Linked DNA regions of Mus musculus: region 2 is linked to region 1. Evidence: chromatin contacts called from public Hi-C data. All regions are on one chromosome and are shown on one strand. The core of a region is the stretch at or near the end of the contact, and the rest is flanking DNA. Distances in the headings are between cores, read along the strand shown.

The links. Hi-C and Micro-C count contacts between places; a contact is called where the count stands out from the background.
Region 2: a contact with region 1 is called in a Hi-C map of uterus, with 2.5 times the contacts expected there. The contact joins two enhancer-like sites. A contact is called at or near these places in 1 of 39 promoter capture datasets (hippocampal neurons), 1 of 484 Hi-C or Micro-C datasets (uterus) and 2 of 115 datasets of contacts at active chromatin or transcription factors (both in embryonic stem cells).

Annotation. Positions count from the first base shown.
Region 1 is chr8:40,654,040-40,661,429 of GRCm38.p6, reverse strand. No RefSeq gene overlaps it. Among named protein-coding and RNA genes, the nearest start is that of Adam24, 17 kb to the left of the region's middle. Within about 2 kb of position 5,754, at least 19 of the 459 cell types and tissues checked have an H3K27ac peak or open chromatin away from gene starts, as enhancers often do. A contact at or near this core is called in uterus, where this site is marked.
Region 2 is chr8:41,034,959-41,042,514 of GRCm38.p6, reverse strand. All of the region lies in intron 5 of Mtus1 (mitochondrial tumor suppressor 1), which reads left to right. Among named protein-coding and RNA genes, the nearest start is that of Gm16193, 14 kb to the left of the region's middle. Within about 2 kb of position 4,909, at least 24 of the 459 cell types and tissues checked have an H3K27ac peak or open chromatin away from gene starts, as enhancers often do. A contact at or near this core is called in uterus, where this site is marked.

The DNA.
Region 1 (7,390 bases), core at 4,505-7,004:
TCCTCTGCTTAGCCACTCTGGTGTGTGGCTGTGCTGAAATCCCACCATTCCTGAGAGCTAGAAAAGAATCACTGGCAAAACATGTCAGGGGTGGGGAGAAGCAGGTTGTTCTATCCACGAGTGCCTTTTTCTACGTGACACCTCCAAGCCCTATTACACACACACAGCTTTAGTGTTTGGCTCTGGACAGAAGGGCCTAGAATGCCACTTAGCTGTACAGTCTCCTGGGCTTTCCACACAGACATGTTAGAGTGGGGGCTGCAGATTAGCTGTATCTTATTTATTTTATTATTGTTTGCGGTGGCGTTTCTATCCAGGACCTTATGCATGTGAGGTAAGACTTCTACCAGTGAGCTGCATCCCTAACCCTACGCCCATCATATTTTTAGACCATTCCCCTGACTCTGTCTCATGCGGCAGCCAGAGGACCACCCCAGCTTATACCCAATCCTGTTAGCTGTAGTTCCTTTCATTAGTGTGACTCTGTCGTGTGCTCACTCCTTTGCTCAGCTTTGAGGACTGACATCAAAAGCTGTAGGTGGTCCAGAACAGAAATTAGGAGAGCTAGGATATTAATTAGTACCTTAACAGTCCAACTGGAAAAACCGAAGCCCAGAGTTCTTCTGTCCCTTGGGTCCACCAAGTCCTAATATCTTTGTCCCTGGTGTCTATTTATAAAGAAGCACTGAACATCGTGGCTGTAACTGTTATCATTGGAGCCCTGCTACCCAGCTCCAACTGAACCTGGGATGTCTCTTTCTCATTTTTCATACTTTGGGGACTATTATTTCTCACATCCTGGTTTTACTGCAACTCAAAGTTTGTCTTCATTCTCTGTAAAAGTCTTTAAGGTCTCTAAACCCACAGGAATGTTTTGTCCTCTACGTACTACACAGATTTCCAGGTATTGATTCTTTGTAGCCTCTATCTCATCACAGGTTGGCCACTATCCACCTGGAGTGCCCTCAGGGCATACTGGCTTCTTTCTGTGGAGCAAACAAACACACTCTTGATCTCCGATGCTGATGAAGAGCCACGCGGGATGCGGAGGTTCGGACTTTGCAGAGCAGACTTGTTTTCATCTTTTTCTTTTTCTCTTTCTTTTTTTTAATTTACCCTTTTATTCAGGTCTCTCAGTTAGCTGTTGCTGGACTCTTCTTAGCCTAAAACATTTCACAAGGTAGACTCTGAGAACCTGCAGGAAAGAGACAGAGGAAAAAGTAGCAAAATTGAGATACATTACAAAACTTACCAAACTTCAGATTCTTCCATTGGGATTAAACTCTATTTTCTTTCGACTTTCTTGTGAGAATCCTTAATGTTAGGATTCTTCTTTGAGTTTATATCTGAAATCCCTCCAGCCCTTCACCCCCCAACCTCCTCACTATCCACCCCTGTTACCCTCCCCTTCCCGCCTTGATTTTTGCTTCCTCGAACAGGGAATGGCGAGACAGGTTTTTAAGTCCATCCACTACAACAAACATCAAGGGATGACTTTCTGTTCTTTTTTTTTTTGATTCCTTCTTCATAGGACTGGCTGATTGATGTCTCCGCTTATGGATCCACCTCTCCCGTAGAACATTTCACTCGCTAAAGGGATTAGATTTTTATTCTTATAATAAAAGTCAAAATAGCACAGTGGGAGTTTCTTCAATAATTTAAAATAGTTTTCAAGGTGCAAAAGAACCATAGTTTGGGGGTTCTCTGGTGAAGAGAGAAAAACCACCAATGAACCTAGAAAAATAATCGTGTTATCATTGGATAAGATCAGAGGATTGTTATTAGCTCCTAATAATTAGAAAATAATTATTATGACAAGAAAAGGCTGCACACCATTGAATGTTACCGACAAGATGTACAATCTTCCATAACACAAAATAAAAGTTTTATCTTGTAAAAGCAATGTCCTTTCCACTAGAATCTTCCCCCAGAAAACTAGGTGGTTAGCCATGCTGGCTTTCCACACATCTCAATTGGAATTGAATAATCACTGTTGACTTAAAGTGTCAAACAACTTGTGACACAGGTATCCCGAAAAGCTTTGTCACTTGACGCACTTTCAGTTGGCCTTGGCTGTGGAGATCAATGAAGGAAAACAAACTCTAAAGTGACTGTTCACTTGGAACAGAGTCACCTGACCGTCAACAGGCAAGGTTATACACACAGTAAAGGTGATCAGCTCCCTCAACGGTAGTAACGTCAGTGTAGGGGGAATTCCGTGGAGGGAGAGGACATTTAGGCTGCAGTGTGTCACCATCGTCAGAGAAAGGGGATTGACTTACACAGTTTGTCAGGTGCCATCCTGCTTCATAGCACAGTTTGCATCCCATGTGTCTTGCCTCACTTGGTATTTCTGCTTACCCAGAAAACTCATCATGAAAAGAAAGCTTACCTCTTAATCACAGCCTAAGGGGGTGCCCCCTTCTAACCCAGACGCCACGGGAAACATTGCAGTGTTGCCTGGCATTGCAACCCTTTGGGTTAAGGAAAAGGAGCACTAGGAAGCTGTGAACCCAGGCAATCTGGAGAGGGAACCCGGCTCTTGGTACTCATGTTATGCCTTGGGCTGCATCTTGAAGAGAAAGTGAATCCAGGGCTCTAACATTGTCTTTATAAACTAACATACAGGAGGCGAAAGAAAGCTTTGGGAAGTTACCCTGGTTGGTTTACAGAGAAAGGTGGGGATCAATGAGAATGTTTTAGAGCATTTTCCCAGTGTGGGTGGTAGGATTGTTTTTGTTTTGTTTTGCATCTTAAGTGTTAGGGCATCTCAAATCTTGGAGGATGGAGAGAATAATATAATGGTGCATCCATGTGTCATGTGTTCTGGCTCAGATAGGACTCAAAGTTTGTAATAGACTCACAAATGCCTGGAACGCACCAAACTGATCAGATGAGGTCGCAGAAAAGGGTCTCCACAGACTGTAGAGATGACTCAGTGGTTAAGAGCACATGCTGCTCTTGGGGAAGACCCAAGTTTAGTTCCTAGCACCTATGTTGAGCAACTCACAACCCCCTATCACTCTGGCACCAGGGAATCTAAGACCATCTTCTGTCCTCCATGGATAATGTAGTTAAGTGAATATATACACAGTTAAACATAAAAACAAAAAGATCTGAGATTTTTCAGTTACTTTCTGCTAATCCAAAGAGATATATATTCATAGATATGTATATGCATATATATACGTGTGTATGTGTGTGTGTGTGTGTGTGTGTGTGTGTCTTCTCCTGGCATGTCTAGGCTTCAACATACATATGAAATAGCATGGGTCGGAATGTCTCAGATGTGCCATGAAAAAGCATGCTTTTTGTATTATTATTACTGTACTATTTTATATGTATGAGTGTTTTGCCTGCATGTATGTCTGTGCATCATGTATGTGCCTACTACCCACAAAGGCCAGAAGAGAGTGTCAGATTCTTGGACATCTGTGGGACAGACTCCCAAGTGGGTGCTGAGAATTGAAACCAGGTCCTTTGGAAGAGCAGCTAGTGCTCTTAACTGCTAAGTTATCTCTCCAGGCCAGCCTTTAGTATTCTCAAATAATTCTTTCCATAGCCTTCAAGTAGTTATTAAGATCTTTTTGTCAATTTCCTTAGCATGAAATTTTAATCAAGTTTTCTGAGTTTTCTTATCTGTGTTCTAATAAATGTGATCATCTAAATTTAAATATGTGTATGTACATTGTGGGGTTGGTAGTATAGTTCATTGTAGAGCAAATGATATTAGGCTCTGAAGACACTCTTCTCCACGCCCCCCAAAATAAACAAGTGAAAATCCCCAAACTAAAATAAAACCATTTTTAGAAGAAATAATAAAACAGACCAAAAGAATTTCTGATGTGTCTTCAGATATAGATATTCAAACGTTGTATTCCTTTTATGTTTCTTGGGGGTAAGAACAGTAACACTCTACATGGGAAGATAGGTCTTACCTCTATAGGAAATAAGAAAACAAAAACTAAAAGACATTCTTATATATGTCTAGAGTTTGAAAGCATTCTTTGAACTAGAGGAGGGAACAGATATTTAAAAAATTAAGTCTTTTGTGCTCTTTTCCAGGGAACAACTATTTACTATAATAAAGAATTGCATATATTAATACTTAAACTTTACAAGGAAGACTTGAAACTTACAGCACAAGTTTCAATACAGCACCTCTTAGTCCTGAAGATTTTCCTGTTTGCTACATTTAGTTTTGCTTTCATGAATGCTTGTGATTTGCTCCTACCAAGTTTTATGTGGGTTTGAGCCCTATCCAAAGATCTGTCCAACATTTCTAGTGAGCTCCACTGTCTGACAGGTTAGAGCTTAATCCCATAGAGGATGGATATCTGCCATAGTTTGCCTCATTTTAAATAGACAGAGAGATAGTGGACAGGACAAACAGGAAACCAATGCTGGGGCCTCACGTCACAGTTTGGGTGATTTATCAGAAATGCCATGTAGGGTTCCCAGAGTAAATATTTCCAAATTTAACACTGCATTGAAACACCTGAATGGAGCTAATGTTATAGAATTAAATTTAAAGAATTTGACATCTTGTACTTGATGTACCTTCGTGAAACCTCTCTCTCTCTTTCTCTCTCTCTCTCTCTTTCTCTCTCTCTCTCTCTCTCTCTCTCTGTGTGTGTGTGTTTAGCATATAACTTCAGACTCTGTTCTTCTTAGTCCCTAAAATACTGAATGCGAGATTTCCCGCCTCCCACCTCTCCGTGAGGACACTGTATATATGGGTGCACGTGGGCATGCACAGCCTTGTGAAGGCCAGAGGATATGCTCTGCCTGCCCCCAAGATTAGGATTAGTGTTTGCACACCAGGTCCTCAGAATTGAACTGTGTGCATCCTGCTTTTAGGGTAAGGACTTCCCTAATTAAGCTATGATATCAGACCTTGGTGTATGATATTACGTAAGATATTCCTATGTAATATCATACATAGAACCACAAAGTTTAGAAACAATAGCAAGGCTGAATTATACCAACACAGGACAAAGAAACTTCATACAAAATAAAAAGACAGACGTAAGCAGACTTTTTGTTTTTACCTTAAATGAACTGAACCCAATGGTTAAAAATATTTTGAGCTGGATGCTGAGCGACCTTCTAAGCTTTGAACTTGATTAATAGTAGGTTGCAGTTAATAATTTATTCAGCACACATTAAAGAGTTTAAAAAAGATAAGCACCCGTTCTAATGTAGTTTATTCTCTAAAAAATACAGAGCTTAAATTTTTTATTCAAGTAATTATTTCGCCTAAGATGTGACTCCTGAGACTGTATTGGCTACAGTGATGGTCTGGATAGTCACGTGATCAACAGTTGTCAATCACTGATTAAGTAAGCAGCAAGTACCAGGATAGGTGTTAGATCTATAAAACTGGGGAGGTCTTGTAACAGAATACTGTAACACAATGTAGCCAGTGCTGAGGTTAGAGTTCTGGCTGAGGTCTCCAGGAGAACATGAGGTCAGGACAAAGCGCTACCTCAGAGAACTGGGAAAAGCCTCAACAGAAGAGGGGACTTTGAACTGCGTTTTGAAAGACCAGCAGACAATTTCCAGAGAAGGAACAACTGGACATTCCAGCTCCCAACTCTCCCAAGACACAGTTTTAATCTGACCAAACTTTTACTCATAGCTAACTCTGAGTGTCTTGTGTGGCGGTTTGAGTGCTCCGTAGGAGACAGGATGTGTCGGGGAGAGTCGCCCAAAGGATCTCAAGAGTTTCCATGATCCGATGAACTCCAGTGGTGGGAGGGATCTGCTCTTAGTTGGAAGAAAAGAATTCTTGGGGTGAACAGGGTGTGGGACTGTTTCCACAGGAAGGTCTGCAGCTGCCTCTCACAGCTACATTAAACAGCAAAAAGCAAACACTTTCTTCTATTCTTAGCACGCTTTCTTGGCACACGCGTCCAGCTCTGGAAGGATGAAGACAGTTTTCTCCAGTCATAGATGTGTCTTCTTGTTTTGTTTATTTCTTTTCTTCTTTTCTTTTTGTTTTTAATTTTGTTTTGTTGTTGTTGTTGTTTTTAAATCAGCCTTCCTCAGCAACTGGAAAGCCTTTGTCCCAGTCTCATTCTGCGGCAGAGAAGTGCACTTTAAAACGAAGCAATTCACTCCCAAGAAAAAGATATTCCTGCTTATTGTCATTTAACTACAGATTAGTGATGTGCAGGAAATGCAAGGCCCACTTCCCAGGTAGAGCAACAGTTCTCAGTCTTCCTAATGCTGCAGCCCTTTATACAGGTTCCTCACGCTGTCGGGACCCTAAGCATAACCTTACTTCGATACTACTTCCTAACTGTACTCTTGCTACTCTTATGAATCTCAATGTAAGTATCTGATGTGGGACCCCTGGGAAAGGGTCGTTTGACCCTACAGGTTGAGAACACATGGAGTAGAGTGTGCTTGGGACTAAAGCTCTTTGCAGATTCAGAAAACAAAGTGGTCTGAGAGTGAATGGAATGGATCAGATGACTAACTGATGTTCAGCTAGTGAATGAAAGAGAAGCAAGCAAAAAAACAACCTTATAATACATAGTCTCAACAAAAAACATAAAAATTGAAAGACAGGCAGGGAATTCTGATTTCAGTGTGTCATATTGAGTATTCACCTTCACAAAGGAGAGGTAAGTTGCTGATAATTTAAATAATCTCCATTTTTACTCCTCATGAACAGTGTTTGGGGCTATAGTTTAAATCTTAAATCAAAGACAAAACCCTAGAAAAGAGTAATTACTCATCCAAATGATATTTATCTTTTTTAAAAGTTTTTTAAAATTTATTACGTGTGTGTGTGTGTGTGTGTGTGTGTGTGTAACTGTGGGGCCAAAACTTCATGCTACAGTGTGCTTGTAGTTAGAGGTCCACTTGAGAGAGCTGGTTCTTGCCTTCTAGCATATGGGTCCTGAATATAAAACTCAGGCCCATCAGAGTCGGGGACAGCCACCTTTCCTCACCCAACCATCTCACTAGCCTTCCATTAAGTCTTTTGAATAAAGTTTTACAAAGTAATTAAAAGAAAATCATAAAAAGATAGTGATCCTATTTTTAACTTGGATTTTACCTAATTTACTTATTTAGTCTCCAAGGTCCTATCGAGAACTTGAGATGTTTTAATTTTACCTGGTTTTGGACCTGGTACTTGCTAGGCAAGCTAAGCACCCTAAGCTACATCTCTGCCCCTTCATTTCACTTCTTTGGCATTTGTAACTAAAGAGCGACAATTGTTTTGGCACACGCAATTTCATCTCAAACACTCCCTGCCTTAAATGAACACAGGCCTTACTTGAGTAGACAGCTTTTGTGTTTTTCTGTTCTGAGCTGTTGAGAGGAGAGCTCCTTCAGAATTTTTCCTCTTTCTAAGGCTTTATAGCCATTCTTTGGG
Region 2 (7,556 bases), core at 3,660-6,159, 380 kb before region 1:
GTCCCCTCGGATTCTCGGATGCTGTGTGGGATTTCTGAATGGGTTTTTAACATCTAGTGAGCTGTTAATGGAGTAAGGTTTGTTGCCTTGTGATATTGTTTACCGAGTCTCAGAAGCAGCAGACCTGGTACAGGGCTAACTTTTCGTTTTTAGTGTGGCTCTCAATACATGAGAATTAGAGTTGACAATTTGACAACCTGTCATTAGCACAGTAAAAAAAAAAAAATGCTGTTTATTTTAAAGATTGGAAGTATTTGTTGCTTGAGGGTTTCGCTCTGTTGGCGTGTTTTTCATCCAAGTAATGAGGTTTATGTATATCTAGGTAAAGCACCTGGGAAAGTGCCCAGGGATAATAGTGTGACCCTGTGCAGTTAAAAAGCAATGGAATCGGTTCACCGATTGCTCTAATGAAGTCTTATTTCTTTCTTTCTTTATTTAGCCTAGCTAATAAATAGACATTAGGCATGTGAGGTGGTTTATTTCATTTCGCCCCGTTCCAAATAGTGACAGGACCTGCGACATCATTGGCTGTTACATAAAGCTCCCGAGACCACCCACTTTCTCCTCCCCTTTCCATCCCAGTCGGGAACCACAACAACCCGCGGCATGCACAGTGTGATGTAATTCAGGCTGCTTGCTTCCTGAGCTGCTCCTCACAGATCTTGCTCAGACGAAGGGCATTGTTTGTTAGCAACATCTGGAAGAGCAAACGGAAGCCTGGAGCTCTGGGATAGCTAACTCTAGCTACCCCCCCCCCCACGCACCCCCCAATCTGGGTGGCCTGGCATTAGCATGTAAGCTTGTTTTTCTCTGGCTGTATCTCTTGGCCTGGAAGAACCCCGAGTTGCCAAGAGACACAGTATGTGATGGTCCCTGGAAAAGCTGCTTCCCCTGCGAAGTTCTCCCACTGGCTTCGAAGACATGCTGTTGTCTCCCAAATTCTCCTTATCCACCATCCACGTCCGCCTAACCGCCAAAGGACTGCTTCGAAACCTCCGGCTTCCTTCGGGGCTCAGGAAAAACACTGTCATTTTCCACACAGGTTGGTCCTGCACAGGTCTGCTCAGCACCGCGCGCGGGGAGGGGAGGTCGGAGATATGCTGATGAACTTGCTCATGCTTCTCAGGTTTCTATGGAGACATAATTGGGCACTAAAGCCCTCTTTAAGGAGAGGCTTGACTGGTTACAAGGAGCGGTAATCTCCTGTGTTGGGCAGGAGGGTACTTTAGTTGTGTGCCGGCAGCTGTAGGCTTGTCTGTGTTTACCGATGCAGGATGGTTGCCTTGGAACTTTCTGGCGCTCTCCTCTGCCACCAAATCTGTAAAAAAAAAAACCAAACAAAAACTGAACACCTGTTAATTCACACCTATCTTCAACTGATTTTTGGAAATAGGCTATGAGCACATTGAGACAGGATTTCTCTTTGCACTGAGAAAGGAGCCGGTTGTTTCTGTGGTTTTGTTTTACAGTTTTTCAGATTCTCACTAGAATGGATAGGGAATAGGAAAAGAGCCCCACATTACAAACATCCCTAAAATCACCCCAATGCTTGTGGAGGGCCGGTAAGTGGACCACACACTTAGTTTTCTAAGTCTTCCTAGCGCAAACACTTGTGGTCATAGACTATTGCTGCTGATGTTTGTGTGCGACGCTGCTGCTGCTGCCACCTTTCATTCTGTGCCCAACGTGAGACATTCCTGGTGTGTCTGTCCCTTCGGCATCTGTAAGCCTGCCTGCTCAAGCTCAGGTGCTACGGATTGCAATGGTGGTGAGTTAGGTCGATCTCACTGTGTGATGGCCTAAGTCTCCTTATGCTTGATTGGGGCTGCTGTGTGTTGCCTTCAACAGGCTTGCTTCGTGGTCATGCGTGATTTTTCTGTGTCACGCATGTGTTTCCTGTGCACCTCTTGTTTTTCAGTTGGCTCTTCACTGTCCCTGCTGATTTTTTTTTTTTAATTCAGCTGACAGCTTTTCATTTTCCCAGAGGCATCTGCCTTCCCTGCAGGATAACCTGGATATATATATATATATATATATATATATATATATATATATATATATATATATTTTTTTTTTTTTCTCCCCAGCTTCCCTTCCTCATTTCATAACTCGCCTTGGCCTGGCATTTGCGTTGGCTGGCCTTTCCTTCTAGCTCTCATGGCTGAAGGTAAATGAACAGAGCTGGGGCTATGCCCAATCCAAATGCCACTGTGATTCCCTTCAGTCCTAAAATAAAAGTTGAGGGCCAATGGGGGAGCTCAGTGGATGCTGAGGCCTTGGCTTTAATTGCCCGTACCCTCAAAATAAAAATATATTACAAATATATAAAAAGGTAAAAAAAGTGTGCTCTATTATTATTACTATTCTTATTAATTTTTTTCATACAATTTTCACCCTATTATTTCTCAGCCTCCCCAGTTCATCCCACCTCCCTATGTATACAAGCAAGAGTGCTTTATGTTAATAATTTCCACGTTCCAAAATACAAGCAACTCTCAATATTAATTTTTAAAACTAACGCAGGGCCTGCTCTAAGGTAGAAGACAGGTGACATTTCTGAAGAATAGATTTTCATAATAAAGTCAGAAAAAAAGAAGGTCTGAGGGCACTGTGTCATCCAAAAGTGGCTCTTTCTGCCCCGGACCCTGCCCTCTCTCACTGTTGTGGAGTCTTGGTTACCTTTCCGATGGTAGGTTAGCCAGACGCAAACCTACGGAAGTCTTTGATAGCCTCACACTGACTTGGGAGGTTGGTATCTGTTTTAGTTGCTGGCCTTTGTAAGGTTAATGCATCTTTGAGTTTCATGGTTCCCTACTTCCTCCTCCTCTGGGTGGAGGAGGTGCTGGGGGAGGAACTGGGTCTGCTGCATGTTTGGCTGGTGCTCTACACACCCAGCCTTTATTCCAGTCGTCTTAACAGTGCGAACCATTGCTGAGTCAACAGTGGTTTCGTTGTTCCACTGGCTGATGGCTTAACATTTGATTGTCTGTAGTATTTTTGTGAAGCAGGTAGTTTGAGCAAAAGACCTAAGGCTTTAAAGACCAGAGTTTATCTAATAGTGGTGTTTTCATCACATATTATTTTCTGAGTTTATATAAGTATTCTAAAATCCTTTTGCTGAGAGTCATAATGTTTAGACCTAGAACACACTTAGCAGTGAGCGTGCACCGTATTTTACACCGGGAAGTCTGCGGCCTGGACACATGAACTAACTTGCCCAAGAGCACACAGTAAGTAGAGATGGGAACACAACCTGTGACCTCTGTTTAGATTTTTTACCTTAAAGATTTTTTTTTCTCCAGCTGCGACTGCTGCTCTGACTCTCAGCACCAGAAACTAGGGGTGAAGGTGAAACAAGTTAAGTTTCTCGAAAGAGTCTGAGGCTGAGGAATGGACTCGCTCAGTTCCTGCAGTGTTTCCCACACAAACATAAAGATCAGGCTTCCATCCCTAGCACCCATATAAAAGTTAGGTGTAGTGGGGTGGCCTGTGCCCCCAGGGCTGGGGAGGCTGGTGCAGGAGGATTCCTGGGGTTGGCTGGTCAGCCAGTGGAGCCAAATTGGTGAGCTTTAACCTCAGGGAGAAACCCTGTTTACAAAAATAAGGTGGAGAGGTAATGCAAAAGGCTTGTGAGGGCGACATCTGGCCTCTATACCACAAAGCTCACTAGTGCATGCATGCACACATAGGCACATAGGGCAGAACAAAGTATTGTAAAAACAATAATTGGCATTTTTTAAAAAGACTACTTAAAGAATTTAATTCTAATAATTTTCATTACCCCTAGTAAGACTCTTTAGAGTTCATCAGCGTCCTATCATTTTAAGGTCAGAGACATTTTCTAAAACTTGGTTGAAGACCTCATTGCGCTTGGCTTTATCTAATTAGCCTTGTGAGCACTGACATGTTTATATCCCTAGTCAAGGAAGTTCCGTTGGTTGCCTTAGTGATGGGGCTCCTGACCTGGATTCCAAGAGTAGCAGGAAAAGATGGCGTTGGCTCTACCAGTAACTTGGCCTATGATTGTCTTCGCTTCCCAGGGCCATAAAACGGCAGCCCCATGTTCTGTTCTCCAGTCTCTGGGCCTCAGATGCCACGAACCTCCCCAGCACTGGGCTGCACTACTGCACTTGGAAATTAATCTTAACTACCTCCCTCCCAAGTCCCATTAACCCTCTTGGCTTATTTCTCTTTATGACATCATGTTCTTATCTGGTCACCAAATATGACTAATTTTATTATTCATCCTCAGTGATCCACGACAACTGGTTATAAAAACTCGAGACCCCACCCTTGGAGGTGATCCTTGTTTTCACTCGACCGCCCTCCCTCAGAAACTTAGGGTGAAGCTTGCTCTTCTGTGGGGTGAGGATGGAGCTTGGGATGGGACCTGGGACCACCTGCATCCTAGGCAGGTGCCTCACCATTGAGCTGCTATCCCACACTGGCTCCCGTTAGTGAGACAGTAGCAAAAGACTTGACAGTGACCGGTCCATGCAGCTAACGAGGGGTGGGAGCTTTCTGGAAGGCTTCCTATTGGCTTAATGCCACCAGCTTTTCCTCTGACTCTAACCTGCTTCTCACATCACAAGATCAATTCGTTCATGTCTCATATAAGTATCTGTTGGGCACGTGCCATATGCCAGACTCAAGGCTTGGTGCTGAGAAGATAGCCAGGACTAAGTCCCACCACGGCCTTCCTCAAACCCATAATTGGGCAGGAGGCAGCTAACCATGCTAGGGTGTGGCCTGGGCCCTCAGGCAGCTCTTGGCACCTTTATCCTGGTGTTTCATGAGTGCCTTCCATATAAAGAGAATAGCGTGAAAACCTGAGAGAGGTGAGGACAGGTGGCTCCTTCAAAGGAAAAAAAGTGCAATATTTCTGAGCAAACAGTGAGAGCAAATAGGTGAGAGAGGGAGGCTGGGAAAGGAGCCGTGTTCAGAGCCTGGGACAAGGGCACAGGCCACTATGCATTGTGGTACATTGTTACTGACAGGTGTGTCACTGAATCAAGATGTCACTGTTTTCCGTAAGGGCTGGAAGAAGGAAGGCCGTCCTGTAGCGATCTTGTGTGGCACATAGGTGAAGACTGTCAGGAGGATCAGGAAGCAATCCTGAAAGTCTGGTATGATCTCGCTAGTTGTCTCGAGTTTCTGTCAAGAGTTATTTCTTGACAAGAGTATTAAGCTAAGCCAAGTGTATTTTCAGTTTTTTATCACGGCACACCAGGTCGGTCCCAGTTTTATGATGGCGCAGAGAGGGTAAGGGAAATACACTTCTGAGTATAAGTACTCCTCCCCTCTCAGTCAGCTTTCCTTCTAAGCTGGAAGTAAACTGATGTGTTTATAAAAAGATTACGAGAGGGGGGAAATGTTCTATGGTGGTGTAGTCCGGCGTGGGGGAAAGGGGATGCCTCTGTGGGCCCATGGTGAAGCACCCCTTTCCCCCGCCCCCCAGGGACCAGCCACAGGAAGATATAGTATAGAATAGGGTTTATTAAGGACATGGGGAGTGGACTTAAGAGGGTAGTAGAGGCAGAGAAAGAGAGGGAGGGAGGAAGGAAGAGAGAGAGAGAGAGAAAAGAGAGAAGTAGAGGCGGGCCATGAGCAAGTGGAGAGAGAGGGAGAAAGGGACAAGAGGCAAGAGAGCAAGAAGGGGTCAAACAGCCCCTTTTATAGTGAGTCAGGCATACCTGGATATTGCCAGGTAACTGTGGGGCGGGGCTTAGACTGAATGCTAGCAGAAATCCATATTAATTATTCCAGGTTGTATATCTTAATCCTCAAATACTCTGACTGGAGTAAAAGCAGTTAATTACCCTAAGGATTTTGGGTTGTTTGGGCTGAGCTAGGGAGATTAAAAGTGATTGTTGTACCAGTAGCAGTTTCCTTCCCATTGAAACACTCCCTCCAGCGGGGAAGCTCTTTAAGACTCAGGAAGTCCCTGAAACTGACCAGATGGCACTAGGCTCCCCCCACCCCCCAGCAGTTAGGACTCCTCAGACCCTCTCAGAAAAGCAGAGCTGCCAGAAAGAGAGGTTGAGCTGCCTGCTGGCCAGGCAATGAGCCTCTGGTTGCCAGCTTTTATCAGCTTTTATTTGGAGTGGGCTTTTGGTAATGTGGCTGTCTTTGAGTCATTTCTGCTCCTGTAAATAGCTCCTTTCACCCATACTCCTGTAAGTAACCCCAATAAAACTCATCTGTGCACTGAGTTGGACATTGGTGGTGGTCTCAATTTGATCCATTGTTGGTGCCCTGTCTGGGGTAAGTAGATGCTTGTTCACGTCTCCCCAGGAATAATGCCTTACAACATTTAGGCAAGTCTGAGAGTGTGGTTGTAGTAGTATGCCTGCCTAATGTGCAAAGCCCTGAGTTTGATCCCAGAATCTGAGATAGCTTAGCAACGGAAGGAAGTACTGGAGACCCAAGCAGTATTAGAACAACGTGCCTGAAGCAGTAGCATAGAGCTGTTTGTGAATGTGAATTCACCGCACGTGAATGAAATCTATTCAATTACAGTAAAATTCATCAAACTACATTCTTATATTTGGAGGTTACTTCGGAGACTCCTTTTAGAATTGCTCTAGGCCTGAAAACCAGACAGTGTAAGAAGTGACACACTTCCTCCCGAGGCAGAATTGTGCTGTCTGTGGCTCTGAAGCCAGGATGGGCGGCTCTGCTTTTTCCTTAGCTCCCTTCCTATGGGTGCCGGCCTCAGGCTGAAAGCAAAGGAAACAGGGTGGGGTGGGGTGGGGGTGGGGGGCAAGTCCTTTAAGCTCCAGTCTCAGTCACATGGCTAAGATCTTAGAAAGAGAGAGGCTGAGAAACTGAGTGTCTGATTTCTGTAGTTTCGTAAGTGTGTCTGTCCTCCAAAGAGGCCGGGCAGTTATCCCTCAGAGGCTGTCACTGGAGATTTAGGAATGACAGCGAGAGTATTTTCTAACAAATGGAGTCTATAACAGACCTTGCGGTTTTGGTTTTTGTTTTCTTTTTAAATCTGAAATAAGACAAATTAGTTTTGGTGCTGATTATAAATACTTGTAATAATTCCACTTGTTTTAGTTTGCTTTTCTGTTAGCGTAATAAAACGGATCAAAACCAACCTAGGAAGGCAGTGGTTTGTTGACTTACAAGTCACAGTCCATCATGGAGGGAAGCCTGGCAGAAGTCCGGAGGCAAGAACTGATGCAGAGACCATGGAGAAACACCGCTGACTTGCCTACCCTCGTATGCTCAGCTACCGTTCTTGACAAGGGACGGCACTGCTGACAGTGAACTGGGCTCCTTGCATCAATTAGCAATTAAGAAAATGCACCTAGGCCAATGTGATGGCACCAATTTCTTAATTAAGGGGCCCTCTTCCCAGGTATCTCCAGTTTGTGCCAAGTTGACCAAAACTAGTTTCAACTTTTAAGCTAGTTTATTACTGGACAAAATGTTAATACCTGACTGTAGTTACTTAAAATACTTTTAACTTTCCATTTTAAAAATAATGCATTAAGGAAAGTATTGTGTATTTCAGATCTGTCTTTTATTTAGTATTTTATTAGTAGAAC